7 separate regions of the Mus musculus genome follow, and all the other regions are linked to region 3. A link is a contact called in public Hi-C, HiChIP or PLAC-seq and promoter capture Hi-C data. All regions are on one chromosome and are shown on one strand. The core of a region is the stretch at or near the end of the contact, and the rest is flanking DNA. Distances in the headings are between cores, read along the strand shown.

Evidence for each region. Promoter capture Hi-C pulls out the DNA fragments that hold promoters and counts their contacts. Hi-C and Micro-C count contacts between places; a contact is called where the count stands out from the background. HiChIP or PLAC-seq counts read pairs in DNA pulled down with a chosen protein or histone mark.
Region 1: a promoter capture Hi-C map of pre-B cells shows a contact between it and region 3. The contact joins the promoter of Stil here to the promoter of Cdkn2c in region 3. A contact is called at or near these places in 5 of 39 promoter capture datasets (cranial neural crest, frontonasal cranial neural crest, maxillary cranial neural crest and 2 more).
Region 2: a promoter capture Hi-C map of embryonic stem cells shows a contact between it and region 3. The contact joins the promoter of Foxe3 here to the promoter of Cdkn2c in region 3. A contact is called at or near these places in 4 of 39 promoter capture datasets (cranial neural crest, embryonic stem cells, maxillary cranial neural crest and 1 more) and 9 of 484 Hi-C or Micro-C datasets (cortical neurons, embryonic ectoderm and embryonic stem cells).
Region 4: a contact with region 3 is called in a Hi-C map of nephron progenitors, with 9 times the contacts expected there. The contact joins the promoter of Tal1 here to the promoter of Cdkn2c in region 3. A contact is called at or near these places in 6 of 39 promoter capture datasets (cranial neural crest, embryonic stem cells, frontonasal cranial neural crest and 3 more) and 12 of 484 Hi-C or Micro-C datasets (embryonic ectoderm, embryonic stem cells, epiblasts and 2 more).
Region 5: a Hi-C map of epiblasts shows a contact between it and region 3, with 16 times the contacts expected there. The contact joins the promoter of Dmbx1 here to the promoter of Cdkn2c in region 3. A contact is called at or near these places in 3 of 39 promoter capture datasets (cranial neural crest, embryonic stem cells and second pharyngeal arch cranial neural crest) and 4 of 484 Hi-C or Micro-C datasets (embryonic stem cells and epiblasts).
Region 6: a promoter capture Hi-C map of pre-B cells shows a contact between it and region 3, with 4 times the contacts expected there. The contact joins the promoter of Wdr78 here to the promoter of Cdkn2c in region 3. A contact is called at or near these places in 1 of 39 promoter capture datasets (pre-B cells) and 1 of 484 Hi-C or Micro-C datasets (uterus).
Region 7: an H3K4me3 HiChIP or PLAC-seq map of neural tube shows a contact between it and region 3, with 7 times the contacts expected there. The contact joins the promoter of Foxd2 here to the promoter of Cdkn2c in region 3. A contact is called at or near these places in 7 of 39 promoter capture datasets (cranial neural crest, embryonic stem cells, frontonasal cranial neural crest and 4 more), 14 of 484 Hi-C or Micro-C datasets (cortical neurons, embryonic ectoderm, embryonic stem cells and 1 more) and 2 of 115 datasets of contacts at active chromatin or transcription factors (astrocytes and neural tube).

What each region holds. Positions count from the first base shown.
Region 1 is chr4:114,998,031-115,001,563 of GRCm38.p6, forward strand. Stil (Scl/Tal1 interrupting locus) reads left to right here and starts at 2,088. Exons shown (of 17, transcript NM_009185.3): 1 at 2,088-2,317.
Region 2 is chr4:114,924,265-114,927,683 of GRCm38.p6, forward strand. It overlaps Foxe3 (forkhead box E3), which reads right to left and starts at 1,803. Exons shown (of 1, transcript NM_015758.3): 1 at 179-1,803. The coding sequence starts at 1,749. The coding sequence ends at 883.
Region 3 is chr4:109,664,360-109,668,014 of GRCm38.p6, forward strand. Cdkn2c (cyclin dependent kinase inhibitor 2C) reads right to left here and starts at 2,397. Exons shown (of 3, transcript NM_001301368.1): 1 at 1,251-2,397; 2 at 659-798. The coding sequence starts at 787.
Region 4 is chr4:115,056,467-115,060,081 of GRCm38.p6, forward strand. Tal1 (T cell acute lymphocytic leukemia 1) reads left to right here and starts at 1,345. Exons shown (of 5, transcript NM_001287388.1): 1 at 1,345-1,405; 2 at 3,053-3,200. Gm33786 (a long non-coding RNA gene) reads right to left here and starts at 2,844. Exons shown (of 2, transcript XR_376559.3): 1 at 1,591-2,844; 2 at 1,156-1,443.
Region 5 is chr4:115,938,096-115,941,934 of GRCm38.p6, forward strand. It overlaps Dmbx1 (diencephalon/mesencephalon homeobox 1), which reads right to left and starts at 1,831. Exons shown (of 5, transcript NM_001025567.1): 1 at 1,790-1,831.
Region 6 is chr4:103,112,887-103,116,669 of GRCm38.p6, forward strand. Wdr78 (WD repeat domain 78) reads right to left here and starts at 1,413. Exons shown (of 17, transcript NM_146254.4): 1 at 1,224-1,413. The coding sequence starts at 1,270. It also overlaps a transcript of Mier1 not described here.
Region 7 is chr4:114,906,987-114,910,465 of GRCm38.p6, forward strand. Foxd2 (forkhead box D2) reads right to left here and starts at 1,912. Exons shown (of 1, transcript NM_008593.3): 1 at 1-1,912. The coding sequence starts at 1,835. The coding sequence ends at 357. It overlaps Foxd2os (forkhead box D2, opposite strand), which reads left to right and starts at 2,271. Exons shown (of 4, transcript NR_030721.2): 1 at 2,271-2,672.

The sequences.
Region 1 (3,533 bases), core at 838-3,337, 5.3 Mb after region 3:
TTATGCACCAGAGCAGGGGATGTAGCTTAGCTAGCAAGATTTTTTTTTTTTTTTTTTTTTTTTTTGGTTTTTTTCAAGACAGAGTTTCTCTGTATAGCCCTGGATGTCCTGGAAGTCACTCTATAGACCAGCCTGGCCTCGAACTCAGAAATCTGCCTCCCGAGTGCTGGGATTAAAGGTGTGCGCCACCACACCCAGTTTTTTTTTTTTTTTAGTAGTTTTTTTTTGTTTTGTTTTTTGGCTAGCAGGATTCTTATACAACATGCACAATAGTTATGGGTTCAAGCCTCAGAATGGCATAAACCAGGTGTGGGGCCCACCCCTATAATCCCAACACTTGAAGGGCATAGGTAGAAAGATCTGGGTCATCCTTACTTCCATAGTTCAAGATCAACATGGACTGTATGAGACCCTGTCTCAAAACACACAAGTATTTATGCATAACATTACATATACATCCTGCTTAGAAGTCCAGTGCCAATAAAATGTTTAATTCACCATTTGCTGACACTTGAGTTCTCATGATGCTTCAGCTTCTCCGATGTTTCCTCTTGTTTTTCCTGATTTTTTTTTTTTTTTCTAAGACAGGGATCTCCAAGACAGCCTTGGCTGTCCTGGAACTAGCTCTGTAGACCACGGTGGCCTTGAACTCACAGTGGTGGGATTAACGGTGTGCACTACCACAAGCACTGGGTTTCATAACCTTTTAAGATTTATTTATGGGCTATGCATGTGTGGCAGCCAGGGATGGGTGTGCCCAAGGAGGCCAGAAGACAACTGTGATCTATCTAACCAGGATGCCGGCAACCAAGATGATCTGCAAGATCAGCAAGTGCTCTTAACCACTGAGCTATCTCTACAGCCCCAGATTTTACCTGTTAAAAGTATTTACTTAGTGTGTGGTGCTAGTCACTCAACCCAGGACCCTGCACATGCTGGGGTCCTACACTACTACTTAGCTGCATACTAGCCTCCCAGAACAGTCTCAGATATACAGAAAATAAATGAAGCACACCTCCCACGCACTTTCCTCTTTTTTTTTTTAACATCTTATATAAGTATGTACATTTGTTTCTATTAACCCAACATTGATACATTATTAATTTAAAGTCTTTTATGTATTTAGATTTTTACCTGCCTTTTAAAAAATACACAAAGTTTAATGTAACATGAACTAATCCTAAGAACACGTTTGCTACCTTCCCCTAACACTATAGACGTGCTTCCTTTTTAATTTAAGTCTTTTCTTGTTTTGTTTTAATTACAACGAATGCCTGATCATCTCAAAGATCTCCAACATGGACCTCTGGCAGCACGCACACATAAATCACACACCACAACTGTCCCCAATATCAGCACTGGAAATAAGTATAAATAGCCACCAGTATTTTCTGTTCAACGAGAAGGAATTTCCCAAAATTGGTAAGATCGATCATATTTTAGAAACAACTTAAAGCAAATTTAACCTCCTCTATCTCTGATCATCTAAGGGCTTGAAAACTTTTTTTCTCCTGAGACAGGGTCTCATGCAGACCAAGTTGGTCTTTGATTTGCTTCGTAGCTTAGAAGACCTCTCTGCCTCCACCCACCTCTTCAAAGCTGGGACTAAGGCGGCGCACCACCACACTCGACTCTAGTCTTTTGAGACAGGGTCTCTAAATAATTCCAGCTTGTCTCTAACTCGTGGCGAGCCTCCTGTCTCAGCACCTGCCTCGGAAGAGCGCAGGAATTACAGGGGAGAACCAAGCTTGGCTAAGTGGATCCCAGCAGTCAGACCACAATCTGTGCAGGAAGCACTTCCAGCAAACCAGCCGGGATTTCTTTTTTTAACTGCGCATGCGTTTGGCCAATGCCAGCCAAACCGGAACTTAACCGTTGACCAAATGAAGGTTTAAATCCTCTGAGTAGTGACACAGAGCTGCGATGGCGCCCTCGGTTCTTTAAAGAACCTTGGGATAGGGCGAGCGCTAATCCCAGGCTGGGCTCCGATTGGTCGTCACAGCAGTCTGCAGTTGAGACGTTGCGTGACGACCGTGGTACCGCCCCTGCAGCGGGACTGGCCGGGCTTCTGGCCAATCAGCAGGCGCGGCGCGCCCTTTGGTTCCCTCCAGCGAGCGCTTGCCGCCTCGGTTCCCGCGACCCCAACGTCCCAGAGGCGGGGCCGCAGTCATCTGAGACGCTACCTGGATCCTGACTCTGCGTGCCCAACAAACGGGCCCAACAACCAAACCCTAGCTTGGCGGCGGCCGTGACAACAGCGACGGTGGATCTTTGAGCTCCTGATTCCCCGAGGCGCCCTACGGGCCCGGGAAGCACGGTGAGTAACAAGCGGCCTGTAAGGTCGGAGTTAGCGCGGTGGAACCGATGACCACAGGGCCGCCAGGGGAGAAAGAAGGCGGACCTCACTGCTAAAAAATGGGAAAGAAGTTTACATTGTGACGTGCCTCAGATTGACTTCACTGTAGAAATTTCTTGGAGACTGAAACCCTGATCCTTGCTTTTTTGCATTCTTTCTATCTGACCCAGACTGTGTAAGGAATCTATTACGTGTTTATAGTCCGTGGTCTACAGGAAGTAGACCTATGTCAAAAGTGAGGCGTGGACGTACAGTGTCTGAACACAAAGACAGTGATGTCACCCTGAGAGATTGCACATTCGTGTTGGGGGTTGGATGATAGGATTTAGTAGGAAATTCCAAAGGAAGGGGAGGACAGCCTGTGTAGTCCTATCGACTGCTGATAGTCGAGTTAGGACTGGAGGATGAGTGACCGGGGTTATGGTTGCAGTAATTGGGTAGGACCTTAATATGAAGGGTTTTTATTTTATATATGAAGAAAAGCTATTGACTTTCTAGTCAGGGGAAAAACTTGTACATAAACCCATTTGTGTCTGCACTGGAGGGACTTGTCAGTAAATCTGGCTGGGCTGAGGAGGACAGCTAAGGTGGGAGGCCAGAAAGAACTTTCTATGGGTAAGAGGGAGAAGAGGTGAGGGTGACTTGATGGTCCTCATTTGCTGCACAATGAAGACATTCCCTGAGCAGACTATTTTTGTTAGGTACAGGTTTGTACAGCTTTGGCTCCATTAGCTTTATAAGTAATACTATCAAGATGAGCTAGTTATCAAATCTCATTTGGTGGCTTTCAGATGAGAAAGACCTAATGCATGAAAGGAGAGACAGGCACTTAAGTCATTCCTGTTGGTGAGGAAAACTTATACTTTGTGGGGGTAGAGTTATCAGTGTGATTACTGATACCATGGCAGTCAACTGCTAAAGAAAGGCTTCTTTTAAAACAAGCAAACAAACAAACAAGAAAAACAAGCCTGTATTTCAAGAAGTTTCATATCTCTGGGATAAGTTTTAATTGATCCTTAAAGGTTATATCCAGTAGAACTTTGCTCTCCCAATATTTTTAGCCTTAGACTATATAGAAAAGGTCTCTTCTAAATGACTTACACCTTTGTTAGTAATCCTCTATCTTGAGTCAGATGATTCATTTTTTAAATTTTTCATTAGTGTTTAAAATGTATTT
Region 2 (3,419 bases), core at 553-3,052, 5.3 Mb after region 3:
GGAAGATTTTGACCAGGCCTACTGTGTGGAATCACTCCTTGGTGCTACTTCAGGAGAATCTGCCTAATGACTTAGAAGGAGAGTCATCCCACATGGAATCCCAATGAGGCAAATGTCACCCACCATCTTTCCCAGCAACTCCCAAGTTCCCAGCCAACACAACAAACCCAGAAAAATGTTTCTTTGTTTTTGTTTTAATTAAACCAGCTTTGATTGAAAAATAACCATAAACAGATAAGTTCTGTGCTTTCCATGGGGTGGAGCAGCCACAGACTCCCATTAATTCCCCATTCAGTCAGGAGATCCTGGTGCCGAGTAACCTAGAAAATCTGAAGAACTGTTCAGAGCAGAGCCCTCAGGTGAGTCTTTGTCGGAGACAGGCTCGGTAAGAAAACAAGCACAGACTGTAAACCTAGGGCAGGGAACAAATTTGCCAAACTTATCGGTAAATGGAGGAAGATGGGGTAGAAGTAATGAACCCAGGAGTCTGACCTCTGATGTGTTGGCAAAACATCAGAGATGGAGGAGGTGCCTTGGAACGAAAAGTTTCCACAGACTGGAACTCACAGGGACATTTGGGGCTGGGGCTGGAGTTCCAAAGCACCGGATTTGGCAGTGCAAGGGTGCTTATGTGGGGAGCACAAGTAAAGGGAGGAAAGACCTCAAATTGGAGAGGGCGCTTCAGTCTGGTGGTGAGACAGCCAGGGTCTCCCCAGGGATGGAGGAGGGCAGGGAAGGCTTAGCCCCAAGCAAGGCTCGGGGACCCAGCGAATTGCGCCACGCTGCGGGCGGGCGGGTACGGGTACCACGGACAAGCTCGCACTGCTCCAGCGCAGGCCGGGGCAGAAGGCTCCACCAGGCGCTCCCGCAGCGGAAAGCGACTCACAGGTAGCGCTCCAGCCCCGGCGCGAAGCCCGGCTGTCTCAGGTAGGCTTCCCCGGCTCCGAGCGGCCCGAGCGCGCCGGCCGATCCCGCCAAGGCCAGGAGAGGCTGGGCGGGCAGCGGCGCGGGTAACCCCAGGCGCTCGGACGCTGGCGAGTAGAGCGGCGGCGAGGCTGCGGCGGCACAGGGCGGGAAGGCGGCGTCGGGCGCGGCGCAGCAAGGCGGCTCGGGCGCCACGGGTCCCGGCGGCTCAGGCTGCAAGCCCAACAGGCTGTCCAGGCGGAAGAGGCGCGCGGGCGGAGCGGACGCGGGTGCTGGCGGGGGCGGGAAGGGCGCATAGGGGAAGGGCGGCGGCGGCGGCGGCGGTGCGGGCAGCTCAGCGCGCTTGAAGCGCTTGCGGCGCCGCAGGAAGCTACCGTTGTCGAACATGTCAGCGGCCGCGGGATCGAGCGTCCAGTAGTTGCCCTTGCCCGGATTGCCCGGCTCGCGCGGCACCTTGACGAAACAGTCGTTGAGGGTGAGGTTGTGGCGGATGCTGTTCTGCCACTTGCGCGGGCTGTCGCGGTAGAAGGCGAAGCGCTCGGTGATGAAGCGGTAGATGGCTGCCAGCGTTAGACGGCGGCCGGGAGCGTGCGCCAGGGCCATGGCAATGAGCGCGATGTATGAGTAGGGCGGCTTCCCACGCTGTAGTGGCCGCCGCCGTCGCTTCCCCGGGCCAGGCACGGCCGTGGGCTCGGCGTCCCCACCGCCCACCACTTCCTCCGGTTCGCGCCCCGGTTCGGCTCCCGCCAGCGTCGGCAGCTGCGGCCCGGACGGCGTGAGCGAGGGCAAGGCCGGGAAGCCCGAGAAAGCGACTTGCGCATCCATGTGCGGGGGGTGGGGGTGGGGGTCCTAGGGATGCGGAGTCCCTGCTCGCGCCCCGGAGAGCGGGGGTCGCAGGTTCGCCTTATATGGACACACACACTCCCACCTCCCGAGGAGAGGGCCCTGACCTGCCCTCTAATTTGCTTTCCCAGCCCCCTTCCCGGGCTGGCAGCCCACCTCTGTTTCTCCCCCTCCCTTGGTCTAGTCCCTCTGGGTCAATTTTTTTCAGACCCTCCCTCATCCCTGAGTCAGTCTCTGGGCCCCATCCCCATCCCGTGGTATTTGGTAGTACTGCTCCCATTACCCCCGCCCCTTTGGGTCAACCCCAATTACAAACACACCCATTCAGCACACTCTACTGCCCTCTCCCCATTTTGTGCCTTGTAGAGGTCAGATCCCCCTTAGCCTTCCCCATGCTTCTAGTTCCCGCTCCAGCAGTCTTTGCTAGCCTCAGGCATCCTATGTAGCTGGTCAGGGAGGCATCAGGCTCCTTTGGACAGCAGAGAACCAGAGTGAAGATGATGGAAGACAGCAAGACAGCGCAGAACCAGGCTGCCTTTGTTGCAGGGGAAAATGTTTAGAAGCCCTAACTCCTTTCCCTGCTGCACCCCCTTCATCCTTATCCATCCCTGACTCCAGGGAAACTTGTTTCAAACATACATAACTCCACCTCTCCCCCCCAAAAGGCGCATACCCCCCCCCACATGCTTCCACTGAAGGCAGGGCTGAGCGAACTGCTTTCTGATGTAGCATTATCAGTGGGTAGAGAGAGGGGAGAGTTTTTGTTAAAATGCCCCACCAGCACACAGAGAGAGCCAAAGGCGGAGAAGCCTTGTTCTTAAAGCAGGCAGACTGACAAGATCAAGGGAAGTAGAGGCAGAGCAAGGAGCACAGAGACAAGAGAAGGTCTTACTGTGACAAGTCCCAGAGGCACTTACTGCCAAGGTCTTGTGAGTACAGCCAGCCCTTGAGAAAATTTGGGCACCCATCAGACTCCATCTCTGATGAAGCATATCTTATCCCTTACCTCGAGAGGAGAGGGCTCGGACCTGCCCTCTAATTTGCTAGTCTAGTGCAGATGCCCAAAGCTAGATTCAGGTGGCCTGTAGCCAAGGATGCAAAATCCAAATTCAAGCATGGGGCTCAAAGACTCCCCTCCTGTACACAGCTGATAACAAATCACAGCTACCACTGTTTAGCATTTTGTATTTGGTAAATACTTATAGTATTTCACTGGCATTTAAGCTCCACTGGGCGGTAGTACTATCCCCGTTTCTTGGCTGAGGGAACAGGTGCTCTGAGAGGTAAAGTAGTATACCTCGACTCCCACAAGGTACACTAATAGTGGCAGAGCAGAAATGAAACCCTGTGGTCAGAGCACTACCCATCACTGCTCTTCTAATGCCTTTCCTTACAATGGAAGCTTTAGTCCAGCATAGTGGCATGCATGTGTGGTCCCTGCACTGGAGAGACTGAGGCCACTTATAGGCTAGGCTAGGCTAGGTTAGGCTAGGCTAGGCTATGTAGTGGTACTCCATATCAAAAATAAATAAAAGGGGCTTGATGGCTTGATAAATGGGGAAGATGGCTTGATGAGTCAAGTTCTTTTTTTTTTTAATGAGTTAAGTTCTTGACATGCAAGTGTGAAGTCAGAACTTCAGAACCAACATGAA
Region 3 (3,655 bases), core at 1,147-3,646:
ACTGAGAATTAGAGCATGCCACTACATGACCACAGGGATAAGAAAACCACTACGACTCGGCTCTGATTAGAAATTCAACTTTTTAATTTCTCCTCACTCCTGAATGGGTGGATTAGGTATTATATTAACTGTGAAAATGTACACCCTGTCCGGGTGCCCAGGCTATCCCATACCAAGCGAGGAAAGGTCGTTTGTTAAGACATGAAACAGCTGAAGGTAAAACACCCTGCCTAGACGTCAAGAGAATTAACTTTAAAGTCAATTATTAGGATCAAAATAGGTGAATACCACCATTAGCTGTGTATTTACTTGAAATAATAATCATAATAATGTGCTTAAAGAGCTATCTAAAACAACACTGCACAAAACAAACAGATTTCGACGATAAGAATACTTTAAAACCTCCATTGTCACAAAAGCATTCCAAAAATTATGACCAAACCTAAGATTCTCTTGATATCGAGGATGTTATTGGAGTTGACCAGTTTCTCCAAAGTACGTCATTTTGGGGAGTTGGATCCACTTAAAGATATAAAATATGGCAACCATGAAGGTTTTAAAACAGTGAAGATCTGTACCCCTCCAAACTTAAAAGCTGTCATTTTAGAAACCCAGGCAACCTTATTAACTTGTTTTCCCCACCTCTGTGGATACCAACCTGCAGCGCAGTTCTCCCAAATCCATTTTGAGCGTTGACGTTTACATTATTTTGCAACAAACTAGTAAGTTGCTCTAGGTCCCCCCTGGCAGCTGCGGACGCCAACTCGTTCCCCCAAGGCTCGGCCATTCTTTAGGGTCCTGACGATCGGGAAAAGACGATTAGTTGCTTCTCTTTTTCCCCTTTCCTTTGCTCCTAATCAGGCTGCATGATGGCATCGGAGGCTGACAGAAGGACTGGGATGGTTAATCTGGAGTAGAGCTTGGTAGTAAATACTAGTAAGGTCGGCCTGCCAAAAGCCCGCCCCTCGATTCACACGTGATTATTCAGCAAAAGTGAGCCCATTGGAGAGGGGCTCCTTCTCTAGCTTTTTAGCTTAACCCCTAAGAAGGATTCTGGCGATTCAACAGAGATACATACACAGAAGCAGTTCTTGATTAATTACTATGGACGTGAGATGTAGGCAGAGCTGTCACGTACCTAAGCTTTACAGCTCTGTGAGGAAGATGTTGCGGAGACTTAAAGGACTAGGTCAGCTCAGACAACACCGCGAAAGAAAAAGTATTAGAGAGTAGAAAAGGTATTAACCCACCCTTGTTCACAGTGGTGATTTGAGGCAGAATTTCAGAGTCAGGTCCTTCGCAGAGCTCACTTTCCATCCGTCTAGCCGAAGGGGGTAGTCCAGAGTGCTGCTCGCTCGCTAGCAGAGCGCCGCGCTGGCTGGATGCTGACGTGCTCGGGAGGGTTAAAGACGATCGCTGAGGGCAGACCAGAGCAGCAGCTCTGAAGCCCTCAACTCTCAGGTCTCAACGACTCCCTAGCGGGCTCGGCGTCTTCAGAAGAGCCTCCGGAGCCCGCCCGCCGAGCTGCCGCAGCCCCGCCGAGCCTCAGAGGCCGTGGGAGCCGGGCAGGGCGCGGGTCTCCGGAGGCTGGTGGGTGTGCGGCAGACCCCCGCCAAGCCCGTCATGCCGGCCCCGCCGGGTCCCGGGACTCCCGGCAGCCTGAAGACGGTGCACGGCGAAGGGGGAAGCGTCTATGGGGCTCCAGCCGCTGGGGTAGCTCGCGGCAGCATCGCTCTTGCACCCGGCCAGCTCACCAGTAACTTCCCGCCTACGACCGAGCTAGCTCAGGCTCTTCACTGCAAGCGCTCGCTGAGGGGCGGCCGTCGCCTCTGCCGCTGTCGTTCCCTCCCTTTCAGATTTTCCCGGGGCGTCCGATGATGGGAAGGGTCTTTGGAAGTAGGAGCGGTCGCCACAGATCCCGGGCGCAGCCAGTCCCGCCAACTTCTTGGCGGCCGCCCAGCAGCTCGGGCGCTCGGTGCCACTTGGCCAGTTAGTTCTTGGCGGTCCTCCGGCCTGTGCCCCTATCAGTGCCGCGGACAGGACAGCGGCTGCCAGCCAGTTGGGTTCCGGAGCCGAGGCAGGCTGCGCCGGCCGGTCGCGAGCCGCAGCTGACAGTTTCTTTTGTAGTCCGACTCCCCCAAATCTCTGATCGCCGCTCCCTTCTCCGCTACAGACACTTGCGCGTCTTTCCTTTAGGATCTTTCCCTTCCCTCCCTCCTTTGCTTCTTTTTCCGCTGAAGCAACTGCTGCTACGGTTGCCTCTGAAGGTACTGTGCCGGTTTCTTATCCCTTTTTTCCGACCTCATCAGCTTTTTTTGAAAAGAAAAAAATTGAGCGCTTTTTGAGTTGAAAAACCCGCCCCCATTTTAACGGCAGAGTTTTAAGGAGGCTCCGCCGAGTTAGGGCGCCGCGGGAGCGGGAAGGCCGGGCCCCGCCCACGCCCCGCCCAACGCCCTGGCGGCGCAGTGGCCGGCAGCCCGCTCGCTCCGCCCTCGCGGCCCTGCGCCCTTCTCTGCCCGCGCTGGGCCTGGGTTCGCTGGCGCTCCCGCCTGCCCTCTCGCTTCGCTAGTCTCCCCTGCCGAAGCGGGGTGGGTTCGGCCCGGCCTGGCCTGCTGTTCTGGGGCTGGCTGGAGTGGGAGCCTCTACCGTGCGGGACCCCGGTGGTGGTAACTAAGGCCGCGGGTGCGGGCGGAGGCCCTTAGAGGCTCGGCGGCCCTGCAGCTGACGGGTAGGATCTCCTCTGCTGGAGCCGGGCAGCTCCACCCTCCTCGGCGCTCCCCGACCAGGCTCGCCGAGTTCGAGTGGCCTGGCCCGGGGCTGCTGGACTCCTTTGCTCTGCCACAGGCCTTGGCACCTGTCAGGTCATTGCCAGGGCTGCAGAGGCGACACAACTGACAGCACCACAGGGCAGAGAAGTCTTGTAGACCGAGTTTTATGAGAACTGAAAGCATATTACAAGAAATCCCGACGAACTTCAGGGTCTAGAAAATGTGAACTTCTAGTCTTGAGGGAAAAGGAGAAATGCAATTAACTTTAAACAAAGCTTACAGTGAGTTAGAAAGGTTTTCTAAAAAGGCTATGTCTTTATTGGGGGATTTCTTTCACTCACTACACCGAGGATTGGTTGTTTTTAGGTGGAGGTGAGGATGGTGGTCTAAGTGTAAAAGGACCAGTGCATCCATATATTTCATATTCATCAATTTTCTGTACTTTTCACGTCTTCTTGTAGGCATATGAGATTATTGCCTTCTATACTTTTATGCTTTTAAAAAAACACCAGCATGGTTGCATTCAGTGGTCAAAATGAAACCAAACCCCCCCTCCGCCTCCCCTCCCCCCCAAATATTGGTCTAATTAGAACCAGCCACTGCACATATATCCTCAAGTAACATCTGTAACCCAGTTCCTTGGAGTAAAGTGAAAGTATTCAAACAAGCCAGAGACATCTGGATAGTCATTTAGCAACAGGTTGGCTGTTAGGGAAAATTGGAACTACAAGAATTTGGCAGTGTTTCTTTAAGTTGTTAAGAAAAAGATTAGAGCTAATTTTTGAGGTATCGAAAGCTGAATATTGTGAATCAGGTAACAACAAAGGGGATGAACTTCTTTAAAAATCATTTTAACAGAATATTTAGGATTCCATGTATACTGTATT
Region 4 (3,615 bases), core at 95-2,594, 5.4 Mb after region 3:
TTTGTAGGGAGCGGGAATCCCGAGGGGCCAGGGGTGGGGAACGGGCGGAACCCGCCGGGTCCCAACGTGAGCGCTCAGCCCTCTCCTCTGCGCATTCCTGGGCCATCCCAGCGCCGCAACCCGTCCCCGCTCCCTCCGGAGAAATTGCCAAATTAAAATGAATCATTTGGCCCATAATGGCCGAGGCGCTTATCGGGGGCGGGCGGGCCCGAGGCGGCTCCTTATCTCGGCGGCGCACACGGCCGGCGCTAACGAGGCCGCGGGCGGGAGCGGGATTAGAGCGCGCGGCGAGGCGCGGGCGGGGGCTGCCCAACATGGCCACGCACACCCCCAAGGCGCAAAACGTGAGCGTCCCGGCCTTCTTCCCAGGGCCGGGAGACAGTCGCCTCCCGTGGAATTGCCCGTCCGTTTCCTCCGTCTTTCCCCATGCGCACTCCAGCCTCGGCTCCCTCTCCCCCGTCTCTTCCCGGGGGGCACTTTCCACGACGCCCCTCCGCTGCCCCTCCCGCCGGGGAGACTCTCTTCCTTCCTTCCCCTTTTCCCCTTGCGCAATAGACAGAAAAGCGCAAGGCGCTGGCGGCTTCCATTGCTTCTGGGCGGTGTGTGCGGGCGGCCGGGTTGAGAGTGCTTGCGTGAGCGGCAGGCTGCGGTGGCTACTCCCCGCGTGGGCTTTTGGCGATAGGTCGTGTGCGGGAGTGTGAAACCCTGCGCTGTCTGGGTGTGGAGATTCCGACCTCTCTGCGTTTTATTCGTTGTATGTAAATTGCCCTGTTTCTTTTCTCCACAAGGTCGGTCTGGTGTATCGCAGTGTGTGGCCTTGGACAAAGTGTTAGGCTGGTTTCGTTATGTCGGGCGGGTGTGATCCTCACCCTGTGAGGTTGTGTGTCTGTGAGCGTTTGCGTGTGACTGATGTCGCTGTGTCATGTTGGACAGTATGCCGGTCTGCCTACACCGGCTTGTGGGACAGAGCTAGCTCGTGTTCATCTGCTTCCCTCCTCTGGGCCTGGACCATGTGTGGTCCTGTCCAACAAGAGTCCTATGCCTGTGTGCCTGTGTCCTTTAGAGGTGCGTTTGCAAATCGCTGGGGGCGGGAGTGGGGGGAGGGCGAGCGAGAGATCGAGGCGCTGGTGGGGGCGTCAGCATGGGGGCGGGGAGTGGGATTTCACATTTTATTCCAAATTATGATGTATTCGGGAGCCAGTGTTGGCTCGGATGGGCGGACAGAGCCCAGTGGGCGGCAGCTCTGTCCGGAGGCTGTCTGTGCCTTGGTGTTGCGGGGGTCCCCTGGTGTGTGCGGGGGGAATCTTCTAATCTGGAAGATGAGCCGCGCTCGCTGAGGCCAGCGTCTTCCCGCCCGCAGCGCCAGGCCTGGATTCGCGCTGCCCCTGGGTTTCGCCTATTTCTGGTCAGTTTCGCGGGTGCGTCCGCGGTGGTTGGGAGAGGCTGGGAAAGACAATGGGCACATTTTCCAGGTCTGGTGCCAGGGGTGGGGGTCCTCGGGATCGTCCCGGGGGACATTTTCTCAGTCCCTTTCCCATCCCGGTCCAGTCAGACCCCCTAGCAGGTTAGCTGCCCTTGGAGTCCACTTACGTTGGAAGGACCGCTTCAGGGCCACCTTAGCTGGACAAGAAGGATCGCGTTTTCCCCTTTTACTGCGATTGTTAATACCTTCGTCATCATCACCATCACCCTTAATATCCGCTTTTAATTAAAACAATCGAACAAAAAGCTCACCAGTTCTACCCTTTAGCTTCTTTGGAGGGAGAACAAAGCAGTCCTGTCCTGTCTTAGGCCCCTCCCTAGCTGCTTTTTTTTTTTTTCCCCTAACTTGCCAGGTTTGGGGTAGGGAAAGAAAATGAAGAGGTAGTCAGAATAAAGAGTCACTCCATAAAACAAACATTAGCCTCAAGTAACAACGGGAACGAGTGTATTCCCCGCGTCTCCCCTCCTCTTCCCTCCTTCTCTGGATTAGCAAGGAGAAAGAAAACCTCCCGCACTGAATTGAAAGCCAGGGAGGAGGCAGTTCTGAGCTTCCGCCAAAGCCGCAGCGGAGAGAAGGAAGCCTTCGCAATTAACCCAAGACTTCGATGTGCCATTGGGCGGTGGACATCTCAGGCAAAACAATTAAAAAAAAAAAAGGAGGCGAAAAATAAAAGCAAACGAAATCCAGCTACCGCTCTTGGAAGTGGCGTCGGTCTGCTTTGGCCCGTCTTTCCTTTTGCTTTGTTTATCGCTGCGAAACAGTATAAGAGGTGTAAGAGTTAACTCTCATCTACTGCCAGTCAAAACCCCGAAAGTCGAAAATCTTTTGCAAAGGTGGTGGAAGAAATGGTGAAATACCTTCCTTTATATCTCTGCATCCATTAGAAAGAAAACAAGGGACCCAGCTAAAACAGATAGAGCTCTCTCTCTCTCCCTTTCATCCCTGCAAGGGAAATAGGATCTTTGGAAACAGGTTCTGCCTTGTCCTGGGCAGGAACTTGAAAGATGGGGTCATGAGGAGTATGGGACCAGGGCTCCCAGGTTCTGACCCAGCAGCCAGGGCCTGAAAACTCTTGGGTTTTTGTTGTTGTTGTTGTTGTTGTTTTTGTTTTTGTTTTTGTTTTTCCATCCCGTTCTCTCCACCCTCGTCAAATAGAGAATTACATCTTCCTGCTCTGGCTAAGCCTGGGCTAAGGTTGTGGGGGCAACCCGCATAGAGACGTCCATGCTTAGAAAACAAATTCGGCCATACTGAATTAGACAGATCCGTTAGAGGGTTCGAACACGTTCTGGGCAGCCTGCCGGAGAGGCTGTTGTTGTTGGACTAAGTAGTTATTCCTGATTGGTCAGGTGTAAGGTTCTTCTTCTTTTTCTTTTTTTAATTCGGGATGTGTTTGGGGGAGGGTGGGCTCCAAACACCTGCAAGTTGGAGGCGGAAAGCCATTTGCTATTCTTTGGGATGGCGGGGCACACGAGGTAATTCCCAGTCATTGACCCCCCATTTTCTCTCTCGCCCTCCCTCTTTCTCTCCACCCCCATCTTTCCTGGAAACTCGCTTTGGGCGCGGCAGACCGCGCAGGACCTCACGGCAAGCTAAGTAACTGCTGGTCTCTCAGCGAGAGCCGGGAAACCCAGCTTCGGGGTCCTACCTCGACCCCTCTCCAGCGGAGGAGTGGAGGTCCTAACCAGCCGAGTAGGTCTCTCTAAATATGCCCCAGGTTAGTTGCGGCCTGGAGTCTGGGGTGGGGTGGGTGGAGGAAGGGGGGTAATGTCTGTGGAAACAACAGTATTCTGGGTTGTGAACTGGGGGGCGGGGGGGGGGAGACGACTTAGAACTGAGAAGATTGGTGGGGGTGGGGGTGGGGGTGGGAGAACCAACCTAGACTAAGAACCCGGGATCTGACTGCCACTAAGCTGCCTCAGGCCTCCAGCAGGGCTCTTTCCTTTTTCCGGCCTTGGATAAAACAAGCTGGTTGGATTATGTCCTCCAGGCCGCTCCCATGGTCCCGGTTCCGAGCACATTTCACAAGGCCGGTAACTTTATTGTGGCTATATCCGGATGGCGCAGGAGCTCCAGGCACGAATAAAAGCAGCCAAAGCCACCCTACTAAGGCCTAAGGCCTAAGAAGCTGT
Region 5 (3,839 bases), core at 581-3,080, 6.3 Mb after region 3:
GGAAAGAAAACTGAAAACAGAGCTCACTGCAACCCACTTAAAACGGATAGGCCACAGAATTTCCTTGGCCAGCGCCCTATAGAGAGAGCCAACCCGCCTGCGACGCACAGGATCCCTGGCACGGCACAAAAGAAGAAAATGACACGTCTCCCACTCCCACCTTCGCGAGGACAGACCGGGAGATTCTACAATTTCCACAACTACGCCTGCAACCTCAGTGGTGCGAAAACAGCCTGTTTGCCCCAAGGCCTATCCAGTAAGTAAAGCCCTCAGCTCTCTGCGACGTCCCCAAACCCAAGTTGCCTACAGAAAACCAGTACTAGTCCAGAAGACCCCTGGCCTCCCGTCCGTCCGCTTTTTTCTAAAACGAAAAAGTCCTTCTACCGCCCCAGGCAGAACCCTCGCTGAGGCTACACTAGAGGCCCCGCGGATTCCCAGCTTTGGAATGTTCCCAAAAAGGGAAAGGCGAAAGGCCCGGCCTCTAGATACAATTCTCCCAGAGCCTAGCCTTGGTTTCTCCGACAAGTCACTACACAACTGCACCACCGAGAGCCCTCAGCCCCCTACCAGGATTTGGTCCCCAGATTGATAGGAATTTGAGGAAGAAGATGTTTTCCCCCTAAGTGCTCTAAAGGCACCGCCCGGGCCTTGGAGGCCCCTGATCAGGGTCTGGGAACTTAAGAAACTTCAGCCAAGATCCAGAAAGGTCCATTAGAGGCCCTAGCTTGTCGCCGTCCAAGATGGGTTATGGCCACCGGAATGAGAGGCCCAGAGAGGAGAGACCCTGGCAGAGCCCTTCATTTTTTGATCCCTGCCTCCCAAACGCCGCCCCAGCCTGAATTCCCTGCTGGAGTTCGCCCGCTCCACGCCAGCTCCACGCCAAAACAGGCCGTGGGAGGCCAAACGAATTCCAGAGAACTAAGGCCGTTGCGGACCAAAAACCCACCTGAAAGATCCTAACCTGAGGTCGTGTCTACGAGGGCAGAGGCAGGCTAAGCGCCAAACCACCCCGGCCAAATAATTCGTGTAAAGTCGCAATCCCAGGAGACAAGGAGCCCTAGGTAGCCAGAAAGGATGAATTCTGAGCTAAATCCCAGTATTGCGGGGTACTCGGGAATAGGGACGCTGGGAGGTGTAGGTGGCCCTGCGGGATCCCGGGCAAGGAACCTGGGCGGAGGACCGCGCCCCCTCTCCAGCCTGGGCCGCGGGCTGCGTGACGCCTCGGGGCGCATCTGCTCTGCATTACCCTGACTACCCACCCCCCACCCGCCGCCCCCTTCCAAACTGAAAAAGGATTTGTCTCCGCTTAATATCCAAACCTTTTTTGTATTTATTTTTTTTCAGGGGCGAAGTAATATCTTCCAAATGAGGCAAAACCGTGACGGATCCGAAGCGTTCTCTGCGGGTGCCTGCGTCTCGCCGGCCGAGGCTTCCGTCTCCGCCTCAGCGCTTTTCTACCCACGACTTGCCCTCCTTTCTGCCTCGGAATTTCTAGTTCTTTCCTTCTGTCGCCCTGGCTTCGTGTCCGACCCTGGGGATCGCTCCGCTCCCTCTTTCTCCCCATGGAGCTCCCTCCTCCTGCCTCGGATCTCGTCTCCCCTAAGGCTTAAGTGTCTGTCGCCTTCCAAGTCTCTCACCCTCTTCAAACTTTCCGATCCGCCCACCGACTCCCAGACTACAGGACCGCAAACGAGGAGAAGGTCCCCGGAGCTGACCGCCCGAGCCCTCCCAGTCCCGCCGGGTCCCAGGCCGCTCCTGGCTGCACCCCGCCAGCCCCGCCCGCTCGCACCTGGTCTCCTTGGCCCGCGCCGCCGCTGCCGCTGCCATCTACGCGCGTCCGGGCTGGAGCTGGAGTTTTAAACCGCGTTTCCCGGGCGCAAGGCGCGGGGCCGCGCGCTCCCTACTGGCCCCTGTGGCTGCCAATCACACGCCACTCTCGCCCCGGCCCCGCCCAGCCCCTCTGGAACATCTACGCAGCTCAAGGCCTAGGCAGCCCGGGTCAAACCTTTAGAGGAACTAGGGACCCCGGCAGCGTCCATCATTTCCCCGAGAATATCGTTCCGTCATTGCTGGCTCTGGATCTTGGGCGGTAAAGCCGCAGGTCAATCCCTACGGAGTTGAGGAGTACTGAGAAACCTTCACCTAGGTCTACCTGGTCTCCCTTGACCTTGGGGTGCTCTGCGATGGCTTAAGGAGGGCTTTGTCTCCCTCCCCAGCTGTCACAACAAGGTTGAACTGGGCAACTGCATGCTTAAGCAACCGCAAGCGCAAGCGCGCGCGCACACACACACACACACACACACACACACAAACACTTCTGGTACCACAACACCCGCACGAACACAACCTGCACTCAGTACTCACCACCCAAGCTCAACCCATACAGGGTGGAACTTCCGACAGCAGGATGCTCTTGGAGAGAGTTGGGAGGCTGAGTCTGCCGAACTCACTTCTTCGTGCACATACAACACACATGCACCTGTCTCTGTCTCCGCGGGAGAGGGAGAGAGAAAGAGAAAGAGAGAGAGAGAGAGAGAGAGAGAGAGAGAGAGAGAGAGAGAGAGAGAGCAATGATTCACAAAGCGGAAAAATCCCTGGATAGGGTTTGAGGTTCTTGTCAGCCTCCTTCTCCTTCCAGGTGCAACTGATTCATAGGAAGAGGTCGTTATGCAGGAGGCTGTGGAACCAGAGAAGGCCTTGTGTGTCTGAGGTGTGTGCCAAGGGGTCAGGTGTCCCCGTTAATGTGGGAACCTTGTAGTGCAAGATTGGCTACTGTGGCCATGACTCTGTGGAAGCCTGGAAGGCTGTGTCTATACGACAGTGGTACCTGGAGAGAAGGGTGTGTGTTCTATGCTTGTGTGGTCAGTACTCTGTGCAAGGTGTCTTTGGCCTCAGTGGCTGGGACTAGAATGTGTTGTGTCTTTGTTACTGGTGCTCATGTAACCACAGTCCATGTGTAACTGTGGGATTTTCTTTGTGTGTTGGTAAAGAAGCCTTGTGTGATTTTTTCGGGTCAAGTGTAATCCAGGTGTCTGGACAGACAGGCAGCTGGATCCTAGTTCTGACATTGCTCAGGTCTACAAGCAAACTCTCTGGCCTAGCTCTGAGGAAGTGGGCTGTTTATTTTCTTGGGGGTTAAGGCATGGCGGAGGTTGCCATACTTAACAGTAGATTTTTAAATCCCAGGCTGAGTTGAGAGGGCCAGAAATGTTGGCCTTGGTGGAACAGAGGGAGCCACCAGCAGATTTAGAGGTTGGACCGATCTTCAACCCAGAGTTAGAGGCAGGGCGCCTGAGGGGAGGGGGAGGAGGCTCCAAAGAAAGGGAGGGGGGGCATAAGAGGATTAGGCTGCTTAGACCCTTCTCTCCCACCAGGATCCCCCACCCCCCACCTCAATGCTCCAGAAAAGATTTCTTCTGCCAAAGCAAAACCGTTTAGGCTCGATTTAAAGGGACAAAAAAAGCGGAGGCGGGGGCTTTAAATAACCTTTTAATTTCTCTTCAGGGATCTCGGACTAGTGCAGAAGGGGAGAGGAGAGAAGGAGAGGGAGGGGAGTGAAGGCCTGCCTCTTTGGCTTAGGTAATCAAGATTGCCACTGTACCTCCACCCACCTGCCCTTCACACACACACACACACACACACACACACACACACACACACACGCACATAGATCATCCTGAAGAAAACCATAGAGCTTTGCACACACATATATACTTATTCTGTCACACAACTCTGGGCACAAGTGCATACTACTTGATTAGGCCAGAAATAGTACTTCCCCTCCCCCATCCAATGAGAAACCTTGTTCTAGTGAGGCAAGTGTCTTCTGTCTTTATTCA
Region 6 (3,783 bases), core at 163-2,662, 6.6 Mb before region 3:
GCAGGACCCATACCGAGGAAGTGCAAGGGTTGCAGTTTAATGAACTGGGATGGCTGCGGACTGGAAACAAAGGGGCAGTAAATTACAGCGCTGAGGATGAATTTCGAGCACACTGGGTGTAATTGCTTCAGTTTTGTTTTCTTGAGAGAGATCTTGAAGAGATAAGAAAACTTGTGAATCATGCATATACTTAACTTTGAAAGGCACAAGGCAACAACGAAGTGAACCACCTGCCTCCACAACACATATTTAGGAAGGAGACAGATTAGTAAACTATTTTGAAAAAGAAGGCCAGGCCAGGTGGCCCAAGCCTTTATTTAATCCCAGCACTTTCAAACCAGTTCCATATCAGCCAGGGCTACACAGGGCGAAAGACCCTGATCTATAAACACAAACAGACATTGATACATAACAGCAGAAACTAGCCACGAGCCTAGTGAAGATTGAAAAATGTCCTATTAGCTAACTGAAGCATTTCAAAACTCAGTAAAGTAAGTGGTCATTTAGATCAAAGCTGGTGACTGGCTAGTTAACAACTAAAGTGCCAACCGACTGTTGTAAGCTATTGGAAAGCGCTTTTTCGGAGAAGCGATGTAAGGCTGAGCACTTAACTCAAGGGCAAATGCAAGGCTCTCTCCTCAGAACTTTCAGTAAGTTCAAAGGGCGAATTAGCTGAGAGGATGTTGGAAGAAAAGATGTGGCTGCTCTGGGAAGACCGCAAAACCACTGAAATGTTCGAGCATGAAAGGGGGAATATTTTAATGAAAATTCAAACCACTTCCAAGTTCAACGCCACACGAGTCCACATTATCTTTGGGCCTTTCTCCTAGCTTAGCGGCATGAACTAAGCAGTTAAGAGTCTTAAGGTAAGCTGGCAGAAAGAGATGAAAAAAAAAAATCCTCTGCTGGCGTACATATTAAAATTAGCTTTGGTTGCTCAGAGACCAAGGAGCCAGAACACGAGACAGCTTGGAAGTTGAGAGACCTAATGAAAGAATACAAGAAAAAGCGCTTGGAAGAAATAGGCAGGGTGGTCCTCGACAAACTCCGGTCTAGCACGGCAGCGGGAGTTTTTACACAGACCGAATCAAGCCAGAGGATCCGGCGCTGCCTGGGGGGCTCCGCGGGATCGAATGCGTTGGGAACCCCTTTCCAAACCGAAGGGCTGGCTGTCTCTCCGGGATCTAGAGGAACGGGCCACACGGATCTAGTGCGGAACTTACGCGGCGAAGCTGGCCTGCTTGCGGGTGCTCGTCGGAGAGCTATGCATGGTGGTGACTTTTTAGACCAGGGCTCGGCGCCCCCTTCCCCAGCAGGTTCGGCGATGCCCGGACTCCCAACTGCCCGCTCAGCAGCTCAGGAATGTTTGCCGGGCGCCATGGCGACCGCGGAGCCTGGCTCAAGAAGCGGCCGCGCGGTTGGCTGGCCGCTCGAGGTGGAGGAGGAGGGCGGAGGCGGAGGGGAGGGTAGAGGGTTGGTGGAGCTGGAGGAAGCTCGGGCGACGATTCGGAGGAGGCGGGCGGCCCAGGCCCTAGGCCCCTCCCAGGCTGCGAGTCTCCCGGCTGCAGGCGGATGGATGGGGCGTCTCCAGGCGGCGGCGGCAGCAGCGGAGGCGGCGGCAGCAGCGGCGGCTGTAAGTGCAGCCTCCACAGACCATCTTACCCATCCTTCGATCGGGAACCGGGGCCCCAGGGGCGCTCGCAGTCTCCTTTTCCCCACTTCCCCTCCCCCCACGGGAGAGCGCCGCCCGGAAGACTCCTAACTTCCGGGGCGGGGCTGCCCGAGTGTACCGGGAGGGCTGGCGGCTTGGAGGCGCTGCCGTCTGGCGCGCATGCGTAGTTTCCGCCCCGCCCCTCCCCGGTCTTTCGGCCTTCGCGGTGGCGGCGGCGGCGCCCAATCTTCGCCGCTTCCGCGGCGCGCCGGGATTACGCTGCGGAGTGAGTTTGCGGGGCGGGCAGGCCAGCTCCCGCCCTTTTCGGTCGGCCCTCGCTCCGCGGCAGGGGTGTGGCTTCCTGGCCACTCCCCCGTGGCTCCACCTCTGTGCCCCTGATTTCTCTAGCTGTCCAGCCAGTTGAGGTTGGCTCTCTTAGCAGAGCATCCCTTGAGGTGATAGGCGCAACCTGGGTCAACCTGCCGTTGTCGGAGGGAGCTAGAGGGGCGAGAGACTCAGAGACAGCATTGCAGGGAACCAGCCGCTCCCAGTGCCTATCTCCCCCGCGAGTGGCCTTATTCTTTTAGCTTGTAATGTAGATGCTTGCTGGCCTGGTTCCCATCTCTGGTCCTTGCATGTTGTGTGACCTTGGGCAAGTCTCTTCCCCCACTCCCGGGGAGGGCTTCAGTTTTTCTATTAAACCTCAATTTTTGTAATTTTGCAGAAGACCTTAGGCAATTTTAAGACCAGCTAGGTTTCTAAGACCGCTTAACGGAGATGACCCGGAATTGACTAGACTTTTCTCAAATCATGGGTGAAATACAGAAATGTAATTATTGGGTTCTTTGTAATCTTTAGCATTGCTTATAAATTGCAGGACTCAATCTTTGTTTCATTTTGCTGAAATTCCCACGGGGCGGTTGACCTGGTTCTGGGACATCTTTTGAAAATGTGAGACTGAGTGAGCTTGAGGTAACTGTCTCTGTCTCTTTGCTACTGAGGCTTTCTTTCCTTTAATCCAGATGGTGTGGTGGCTCGATTCTCCCAGTGCCTGGCTGAGTTTCGGACGTGGTTAAGAACCAACTGGTTGAGGTTCAATGCAGACAAGACGGATGTGATGCTGGTAGGCAAGGGCACGACTGGAGATGAAGGGAGGGCAAAGGCAAGCTCCCTCATGTAATAAAAACATGATTATTGTCTGTGCTGGTGTTGTAGGCGTGCTAATGGCCAACCCTTCCAAGACTTTGGGTGATATAAAAGTGACATCAGCAACGTTAAGATTTATAACTAGTTTGCAAATATTGATAAGATGATAAAATAAGGCCACTGGATGAAATTATATGAAAAAGATTATGAAAGGAACCCAAACTATCCTTTGAAGGGTCAAATTTCTCTACGTGTTTTAGGATGGCATTAATAAAAGAACAAAGGAAAAGATAATTTCTGTTGGTTGTGGAGCCTCCATATGTAATGTGCTGCTGTGCTTTGCATCCTGTAGTCCTGCCCACTAAAGTCAAGATAAGTTCAGAGGTCATTGAAGAAGAACACCATTCTAGGTACTTTGTCTTCACACATACAGTGTAGGCTGTATTTCCTAAGAAAAGTTTTAGGAAGGAGTTCAGAAAATAGTTTTCAAAGAGGACTCGTGGACTTGAAAATGTTACATGTATTTCTTGATGTACTTTGAGAGCTACTCTTTGAGTTGCATAAACAGATATGCCTAGAAGTCACAGACATATTACTAGTTTTTGAATCAGGTGTTGGTGCTGAATAAAAGGTTGTATATCTTAGGCAAATGTAAGTTGTCAAGGTAGTTTTTGTTGGTTGAAGTACTAATTGAAGTCTAATTGTGATCCTAAGTATATTTGTTAGCAACTAGATATCTCGGGAGAGTGTGTGTGTGTGTATTTGTGAGTGCATGCATGTGTGTGCATCGTGCATGCATACACATACATGCACTGTCATACATATGTCCCTTATAGCTACTGTAAGTTGTTTAATAACTTTTTTATAGTATTGGAGCTTGAACCCAGGGCCTCATATGCTAGGCAAGTATTTTACCACTGAGTTCTACCCCAAGCCCTCATTTTATGTTTGCATTGAGAATTCAGTAATTGCCATGAAAAAAAAAT
Region 7 (3,479 bases), core at 662-3,161, 5.2 Mb after region 3:
CCATGGGTGATTCTGGCGCGATCCAACAACCGACAGGCGTATCTCTGCCAAAGCATTCTCTGACTGTGAAAGGCGCAAAGGCAAGACACAGAGAAGGTTCCTGCTCTCCTTTTTGATGCTCAAACAGAAAAGCGGTCTCCGCTTTAAACCTATTGCGTAGATCAGGGAGGCCAGGGAGCCCGCTTCGTCCCAACTGCCGGTGACATTCTGAGCTTGCAGCTTGAAGTGCCCGATAACGCGCGACGGCCTAGGTCTGGAGACTCTTCATAAATAGACTCCCTGAATTCCGCTGGGACCGGCCGAGCTCCCCAGAGAGGTTAAGGAGTGAGGGCCTAACTGGCCCGAGCCCGGTGCGGTCAAAAGTGGCAGCCACTGAGGCCCGCGACTTTGCTGGCAAACGAGGGCCCTGAAGACAGGAGTGAGTCCCCTGGGTGCGAGAGGCGGATGTGGCCAGCCACCGGAGTCAGGGCCGGGGCAGTCAGCATGGCCAAGACTTGGGCTTGACCCCCAGGACCTGCGGCTGCGGCGAATGGCGATCCCGGAGAACCGTCGCCGCTGCCCGGGGGTGCGGCCCCGCCACCACCGTGGCCCATGATGTGGTCTATAGAAAAGGAAGGCCTCTGGCCTGTCCCCGCGCCCCCGCCACCCGCACCACCGCCGGCGTCCGTCTTGAGGCCCTGACGCAGGAGTGCAGTGGACAGGCTAGCCGCTGTGCCAGCTGCGGGGGGACTCAAGGACGCGGGGTAGAAAGCCTTGGCGCAACCCAGCTCTGCGCCTAGGAAGGCAGGCAGCCCTGCGGGGCTCGGGCCAGATCCCGGGGCAGGCGCAGGGGCCGGCGCCGAGGCCGCGCTTGCGAAGACCGAGGCCGTCGGAGGTCCGGGAGGAGGCGCCGCGGCGCGGCCCGGGGGAACTGACAGCTGGCAAGGCGCGGTGGCGGCGAAGGCGAAGGCGTGCGGGTGCGGATGCGGGTGTGGGGCCGGGCCCGGTGGAGGTGCACCGTAGGCCGGGAGCGCCAGCCCGTAGCCGTAGCCGTAAGCGCCGTAAGCGGCGAAGCTCGAGAGGAAGGCGCCAGGGTCCCCGGCCGCGGCAGCCCCGCCACGCAACAGCAGCTCCGGGTGAGGATGCGGGTGTGGATGCGGTGGCGGCAGAGGCTGCCGCTTGAAGCGCTTGCGGCGCCGCAGGAAACTGCCGTTGTCGAACATGTCGGCCGACTCCGGGTCGAGCGTCCAGTAGTTGCCCTTGCCCGGGTTGCCCGGCTCGCGGGGGATCTTAACGAAGCAGTCGTTGAGGGAGAGGTTGTGGCGGATGCTATTCTGCCAGGCAGGGAACTTCTCCCGGTAGTAGGGGAAGCGGCCGCTGATGAACTCGCAGATCTCGCTCAGCGTCAGGCGCTTCTTGGGGCTCTGCAGGATGGCCATGGTGATGAGGGCGATGTACGAATAAGGTGGTTTCACCAGAGGGCTCCGTGTCGCCGCGCCCCCCGACGGCGGCCCGGGTCCCGGCCCCGGCCCCGTTGCGCCTCGGGCTGCCTGCACGCCGGGCCCCGGGCTTCCCGCTGCGGCCGCCGCCCCCCGGGGCGCTAGAGCGCGGGGCTCGCAGTCAGAGCAACCTCCCGACTCTTCCTCGTCCTCAGCCACGTCCGCCTCGGCTTCCTCCGGGGGAGGCTCGTGGCCGTGAGGGAGCACGTCCCGAGGGGCGCGGGGCCCGGAGCGGGCTGTGAGCTCCCCCCCACCGCTGCCGCCGCCCACCACGTCTATGTCTGCGTCGGGCTCAGACAGCGCGGCCGGGGAGCTCTCGGAGGACATGATCTCGCAGCAGCAGCTGCCCAGGGTCATGGTGCCGCCGCCGCCGCCGCCGCCTCCTCCGCCGCCTCCTCCGCCGCCGCTCTCCGGCTCCGCTCGGCCCGCGGCTCCGGCTCCGCCGTGCTGCCTCTCCGACCAGTGTGTTTTGCGCGCGGGCGGGGAGGGGGCGGAGGACAGGGAGGGGATGTCCCCTAGCTCCTCAGCGCCCCCTGGTGTTGAAACTCTAGGACTTTCACCCTGCAGGGCGCACCCAACCGGTGCTGCCCCGGGACTAGAAAACCAGGCACTGGAGAAGAGCAGTAAAGCAGCCCGTTACTCGGTCGAATCTGGGCTTCTGGGCCCCTAGACACATAAGTGGGGCTTCAGGAGATTAGTCCCTCCCGCCTGGTGGCAGCCTAAGGCGGAAGAACTGTGGGCCCGGGGCGGAGCTCTCTGGGCAGGGTGGGGCGGGGAAGGAAGGGGGCGGGCAGAGGTCCTCTGCTCCCGGGCCCGGCGGGAACAAACTGCCGCGGTGGCGGGAGCTAGGCTCGCTTGGCTGGAGGCGGGTCATCCTTCTCCTCGCAGCTCCCGCAACCCCGTGGCTCCCTGGAGCCACCACCACCTTCAGTGCGCTCAGTTACTGGAAGTCAAAGCTTATGCCGGCGCAGCTGCATCTGGTGGTGGCAGTGGCTACAAACCTCCTCTCCTCATCTCCCCAAGGCGGCGCCCGGGCCACCCGGGCCGAAGCGCGGATGGATCGCCAGTGAGCCGAGATGGCCAGACCGACGCCGCGGACAAGGACCTACTGGAGGCTAAGGGAGTTCTGGAGGACAAGTGAAGAGAGTGATCCAGAGGAACAAACTCGGGCGCCGGAAGATCCTACTCAGATAGGTGAGAAATGTCTGCGGTGGTCCTCTCTTTCCCCTCCAAGGCCCTGGCCCTGCCACTGTCCCCAGGAAGACCGTCTGCTCTCACTCCTCTTAGTGATTCGTCTCCGCATTCGCCGCATTCTCCGCACACCCACAGGTCCTTAGCTTGGGTTTGCAGGATTGATTTTTTTTTTTTTTTTTTTTTTTTTGTCTCAGCATCTCAATCTTTATAATTGTCTCTCTTGACCCCCGTGCATATCCTGCGGAAACTGAGTTTTCCTGGATGTTTGTTCCTAAGTCTAACAATCCCGCTCTTAATTTCCGGATTTAGAGACTCTTACAACAGAACTCTCACGGAGATGTCCCCCCGAAGAAACTTAACCTCATCCCTGGGCCAGTGTTGCCCTTTTATCTGGGGACTTTCTCCACAGAAGGTTGGTCCAGTATGCTTTTTCTGCTAGCCAGATTCTTTTGCCCATCTTTATCCCTCTTCCCTACTCTTCCTCTAGGACCCAGAAACAAGTTGCTCAGGTTTATACTGAGCCCATTTCAACCTCTTGGGGCTGGAAGGGATTGGGAGAAGGTAAGAACTGGACAGAGGCTGGCTGTTGCCTCAACAGCGCCTCACAGTGGCCAAGGCTCCAGCATAGGGGGCCTCAATACCTGCTGTGCACTCCCAGCGCTCTGTGACCCTCCTTAGGTAACTTCCTTTCAGGGCCCTACTTTCCTGGTGTGCACCGCAGGATTAAGAGCAGGACCGGGGGACTTAAACTGCTGGGATCCCAATTTTGGTTTCACCAGTTTCCAGCTGTCTCACCTGGCTAATTTT